Linked DNA regions of Mus musculus: region 1 is linked to region 2. A link is a contact called in public promoter capture Hi-C data. All regions are on one chromosome and are shown on one strand. Each heading gives the region's core, a stretch centred on a gene start, on an enhancer-like site or on the middle of the called end of the contact. The rest is flanking DNA. Distances are from core to core; before and after follow the strand shown. Region 1 overlaps Rmnd1 (required for meiotic nuclear division 1 homolog). Region 2 overlaps Mthfd1l (methylenetetrahydrofolate dehydrogenase (NADP+ dependent) 1-like).

The links. Capture Hi-C pulls out chosen DNA fragments and counts their contacts.
Region 1: a promoter capture Hi-C map of adipose tissue shows a contact between it and region 2. The contact joins two enhancer-like sites. A contact is called at or near these places in 4 of 15 datasets of contacts at CTCF or cohesin (the NIH/3T3 cell line, embryonic stem cells, large pre-B cells and 1 more), 5 of 484 Hi-C or Micro-C datasets (all in embryonic stem cells), 11 of 115 datasets of contacts at active chromatin or transcription factors (craniofacial prominence, embryonic basal ganglia, embryonic forebrain and 8 more) and 2 of 9 other capture datasets (adipose tissue and liver).

The regions. Positions count from the first base shown.
Region 1 is chr10:4,404,319-4,407,018 of GRCm38.p6, forward strand. All of the region lies in intron 11 of Rmnd1 (required for meiotic nuclear division 1 homolog), which reads right to left. Among named protein-coding and RNA genes, the nearest start is that of Zbtb2, 18 kb to the left of the region's middle. Within about 2 kb of position 1,388, at least 34 of the 459 cell types and tissues checked have an H3K27ac peak or open chromatin away from gene starts, as enhancers often do. A contact at or near this core is called in adipose tissue, where this site is marked.
Region 2 is chr10:4,001,589-4,004,288 of GRCm38.p6, forward strand. All of the region lies in intron 7 of Mthfd1l (methylenetetrahydrofolate dehydrogenase (NADP+ dependent) 1-like), which reads left to right. Among named protein-coding and RNA genes, the nearest start is that of Mthfd1l, 30 kb to the left of the region's middle. Within about 2 kb of position 1,268, at least 16 of the 459 cell types and tissues checked have an H3K27ac peak or open chromatin away from gene starts, as enhancers often do. A contact at or near this core is called in adipose tissue, where this site is marked.

The DNA of each region.
Region 1 (2,700 bases), core at 138-2,637, 400 kb after region 2:
GTGCTGGGATTAAAGGCGTGCGCCACCATACCCAGCCCCGATCTGTTCTTTTGAGAGAGTTTCTCTGTACAGCCCTGGCTTCCCTGGAGCTCCCTCTGTATACCAGGCTGGACTCAAACTTTGCCTGCCTCCTGAGTGCTGGGATTAAAGGCGTGCAGCACCACTGCCCGGCAGATGCTGGGATCTTAACTCTGTACAGGACACACTCCTAATCAAGCCATCTCCGCACCCGCTTATTTTGAGATGGGGTCTCATGTAACCTAGGGTGGCCTTAAGTCTTCTTGCTACCACCTCCAGGAATGCTGGTATTCCATGGGCCACCACATGAAATCAGTGCTGGCTACTGAACTTGAGGCTTCATGCTTGATGGCAAACTAAACTACCAGGTCAGTTTTATTTCTTGGTCCCTTTGTATTGCAGTTTAAAAAGAAACCCTGCATACTAATCCATGACTGATGGATGTTTAAGAAATAGCATTTTGTTACGGGAACAAGAAACTTTATTAAGCATGACAAAGACTGATTTGGCACTTTTCCTCTCTCTCTTTTCTCTATGCTCATACCCTTTCTCTCTTTCTCTGTCCCCCATCCCTCCCAATGGCAACTCCTCCTGGCCTCAATTCCCAATAAACCTGCCTTTAATATGATCTTAAAAAAAAAAAAAAAAAAAAAAAAAGACTGATTTGGCACAGGGGCTAAGCTAATAAGGCTTTTTACTCAAACATGTAGTACCTGTAACAGAAACTCACCACTAGATGGCACCATCACTAGCTGAACTGGCAAAGGTTCTCGGTTATGACGCCTTGGATAAGCTGGAGTGGGGTATGGATGGGAGTTGCACCAAATAGCATCTGACTTTAAACCTGGATGTGAGTGTAGCTATCTACCTTCTTAGAACCTGTGCACTTCTGAAAGCTGTAAAGTCGGAACATTTATAGTTAGTGAGTGCAGGTTTGGCCAGTATGAGCAGCAGTCTAGGCAGGGATTCCATGGTGTAGCATCCAGATTTCCAGTATGTAGCATCATAGCAGGTCATATTCAGGGTTTGGCACAGAGCATTTAACTGCTTTACCAATTAGGGTCAACACACAGAACACAGCGGTTGATAGAATCACATTGTAGCTTCTAACCTATAAATGTCAGGGTGGCACTGCGGTCCTTTGTGGTCTTTGTCCACTGCTTAGTCTTGGCCTCTGGTGTGCTCATCTTTTAAGATCCTCTCTCCATTTCAACTGTACACAGCACAGAGAGCATGCTCCTCCCCAACTTTACTGCTTTAACAGCAATCTGTGCAGTGTTCCTGTAACAACGTTAAAGACTCCTGGGGCCTCGAGAGAGCTCAGCGGTAGGAGTGTGACTGCTCCTGCAGAGGACACCCAGGCTGCTCCCCAGAACTCCTATCAGCAGTTCACAGCTGCCTGTGACTCCGCACAGACACACATAAGACAGATAAGGAGCATTCCTGGAGGTGAATATTGTGAAATCTCAGTCCTGGAGCAAAGGCAGGCGGCAGATTTCAGAATCTAGAGCCAGCATGATCTACATAGCAAGTTCTTGGCCAGCCAGAGCTACACTGACCCCATCTTGAAACAAGAAGTCCCTTGATGATTAAACTTAAGTTTTCTTTAGTTCAAAGCTGGATTAGCCTAAGCCAAAGCAGTTTCAGACTCAGGAGACTAACTGCTGGTTTAGTGGATACCTAAGAATGTCAGTACAGAGAGCCTGAGATCACTTGGAGACCCAGGAAGGGAAATGCAGCTAGATGAATCCAGTAAGAATTTCCAAGGAAAGGGAGAGCAGAGGTCAGGAAACGTGGTGGTGGTGCAGGCAGCAGTGTACAGCCCTGAGCTCACGGCTAGATCCTGACCAATTCATTAAGCTTACGTGGGAACAGGCCAATTCTAAGAGGGGGAGCTGCCTACATCTTGGTGGCAGTCATACTCCATCTCATTGTAATGACTATTATAACAAAGCACACCAAGAGACATCAAAGGGGAAACTAGAATACTTCAGTATGGCTGCACCTAGAAGCTTGTCACAAGGGGCTTTATTTTCAGAAGTGGAGACAGCATTTGCATCGCATGCGCCTATTCTAAGCATCCTAGTCTGAGAGACCTCACGGAACCACTTCCTCCCGCACAGCTCACTAACCCCTCCGCAACACGCTACTCGCCTGCCAGCCACTCCATACTTAGGGAATCAACATCCTTTTGAGACCGGGTCTCATGGAACCCAGGCTGGCTTCTAACTCACTCTGTAGCCAGGGTCTTATGCGGATATGTAGGTCAGTGTTTATGAAGTAGGCTGCTAAAAAGTCAGCAGGCCTCCCGACTTGTTTTAAACAGAACACAGCAAAAAGGATGAGTTGCCTGGGCCTGTAAATAGGCAGTGAGACACTGCCTCATGTGTTCTCTAGCACTGCCTTACCGTGTACACAATGGTTAGTAGGTGCCCTGTGCAGAAGCGTCTGTGGTAAGGAGCTGAAACCTTAGTGTATGAGCCGCCATGTGAAAAGGCAGGAAGCCGGTCCTTCCCAGGCAGGCAGGCCGCAACTGCTTGCAGCTCTATGAGAGGCCCTGGCCCAGGAAACTAGGACAAAGCTGCTGTCAGCTGCTAGTTTTAGGGAAACTGTACGGCAGTTAGCTGATGCCAGTGCTGGAGAGGCCTCATTGACACACAACTCTGGTCTCTCCCTCACATC
Region 2 (2,700 bases), core at 18-2,517:
TTATGTTTCCCAGGCTGGCCCCAAACTTGCTTTATAGCAGCAGTTCTCGACCTATGGGTTATGACACCCTTGAGGTTCAAATGACGCTTTCACGGAAGCCATCTAAGACCATCTGCATATCAGATACTTATGATTCATAACAGTAGAATTACAGTTATGACTAACAATGAAAGTAATTTTATGGTTGGGGGTCACCACACCATAAGGAACTCTATTAAGGGGCCACAGCATTCGAAGGGTTGAGAACCACAGCTCTATAGCGAAGGGTGAACTTAAGCATCTGGTCCTCCTGCCTTTACATCCCAAGTTTAGGGTTGGAGATGTGTGCTACTATGCCTGATTTTATGGAACGTGGGTTCCCTGTATGCAGGACAAGCGCAATAGCAACTGACCTACATCCCCAGCCCTGTCTTAACTTTTGGATATATGACATTCACTTCGGAAGAGAGTAATTGTCTTTTCTAGCATTTTTGCACATAACTGAATAGCCTAGATATGTAATAAAACCATGAAGTAAGAGTTGAATTTGGGAACGCTTAGGAAAAGGAAGGTCATTTCTTATCCTTCGGGAGATGTTGCTAGATATGTCATAATTCCCCGTTGTCCGTTTGGCTCACAGTCATTCTGCTTTATGCAATAAGTCTTAAGATTTTTAAAAGCCAGTAGTGTGTTTTACTGATCACAAGAGAGAGTAGACAACTGAAATAAACTCAATTCCTGAAAGGAAGAAAATTCCTGCACAGTGAGATCACTGGGTGGGCATGGAGCGGCGGACAAATAGCTTCTGCTCGCTCAGTTTCCATCCTCTGTCCTGCCGAAGCCTGACCCTGAACGGAACCTCTTGCACACTGACACCCTGACATCTGAACGGAACCTCTTGCACACTGACACCCTGACATCTGAACGGAACCTCTTGCACACTGACACCCTGACATCTGAATGGAACCTCTTGCACACTGACACCCTGACACTTTAAGTCGTTTCAGCTCACTTCAGGATCCTTGTTTTACTAGTGCAGGAAACATGGTCGCTGACTCACTGACTGACGTAGGGCATAGCCTTTTGGTGTTTGATCAGCCTGCTTCAGGTGAGATCAGGCACGTTCAGGGTGGAATGGTGCTGGACTCAGCTAATTTCAGATGTTAGGCATTCTAAGTTTAAAGTTTTGTGAATAGTCAGGGACTCTGCTAATGAACTCTCCATATGTAGCCTGCGAGTGAGAAGTGTGCCAGTGTGGTTGCCATGGTAAAATTACCCATCAGTTCCTAGTTGCCAAGAATGTATTTTTGGCTTCTAGTCTGTGTGACTACTAGGGATGGTACACACCTCGGCCACGCCCCTTTCTCTTACCCTGCAAGGCCACACCCCTCCTTCATAACTCCATCCTGCACCACACCCTCTACATTTTCCCATCCTTAGCTCCTCTCTTACTAATTAGCATCAGTGACCCCCAAAGATCAGCCTTCTAGTTCTGCCTTTGCTCTGTGTGGAGGTGACTCCCACGTTTCCCTCCGTTCCCTGGAGAATCTCAGTCCCCTCAGATGTCTCAGTGTCACCTGATTCTACTTCCCTCCTTCTGCCCATCCTAATCCTGCCTCCTGAGAAATCTCCCTGAGACCCATCTCATACACTGTATACCTGTCCGACCAGTTTCTGTTACATTTTCTATGCAACAATGAAACATTTTAGAATTACACCTTAAGTGGAAAAGAAGCGAGTTTCGATACTTTGAAATCCCTGGCTTGCTGCTCTTTGAGAATAGGGCACAATAAGTGAGTATTCATAGAAATTTCAAAATTGTTGTTTTAAAGCATGAGAGTTGACAAGGAGGCTCAGGTCACAGGTCTCAAAGCAACAACAACAAATTTTTTGTCTCTTGCTGTTATCTTCTCTGTCCTGAGGAGATGGAGCAAATGAATTGTCCATCAGCAGGTGAATGAGTAATGAAAATCTGGTGTACACTCACACACACACACACACACACACACACACACACACAGGATGGGGGAGGGTGATTTCATTTCTAGATTCAAAGAAAAATGAAATCACAAAATTTGCAGGAAAATTTTGGATGGATTTAGAATATATAAAGCTAACTGAGGTCATCCAATTTCAGAAAGAAACCCTACATTTCCTCGCATGTGAATCCTAGCCTATAGTGTATACATGTATATGTAATGTATACATGTATATGTGTATATAATATATACATGTATATGTGTATGTAATGTATACATGTATATGTAATGTATACACGTATATGTATATGTAATATATACATGTATATGTAATGTATACATGTATATGTGTAAACAAATGTATGAGGAGGTACTGTAACGCTTAGAAAGGAGAAGAAGAAAGGGTAACTAAAAAAAAGAAAGAAATGCATACTAGTGAATTCACGGATATAATATACGTTGTGTATCCAAATCCCTGTCTGTTGTTGAGAAGGCAATAGCAATTTTGGAAATATTAATGTTTTCTAAAATAAAAGTGACACTTTAAAAAAACAAAAAACAAATTTGGAGTTCTTTTCAGGATAGTGCTAAGAGGTAAGGAGGGCGTGCCCATACCACAGTGTGCGGCAGGAATGCTGTGGTCACTGCTTGTCTCCTTACAATGGAGAGTCTAAAGTGGATCCTTACAGGATACGATCAAGTCAGAGGCCATATACATTTGGCTGGCCCTCCCTGTCCCCTT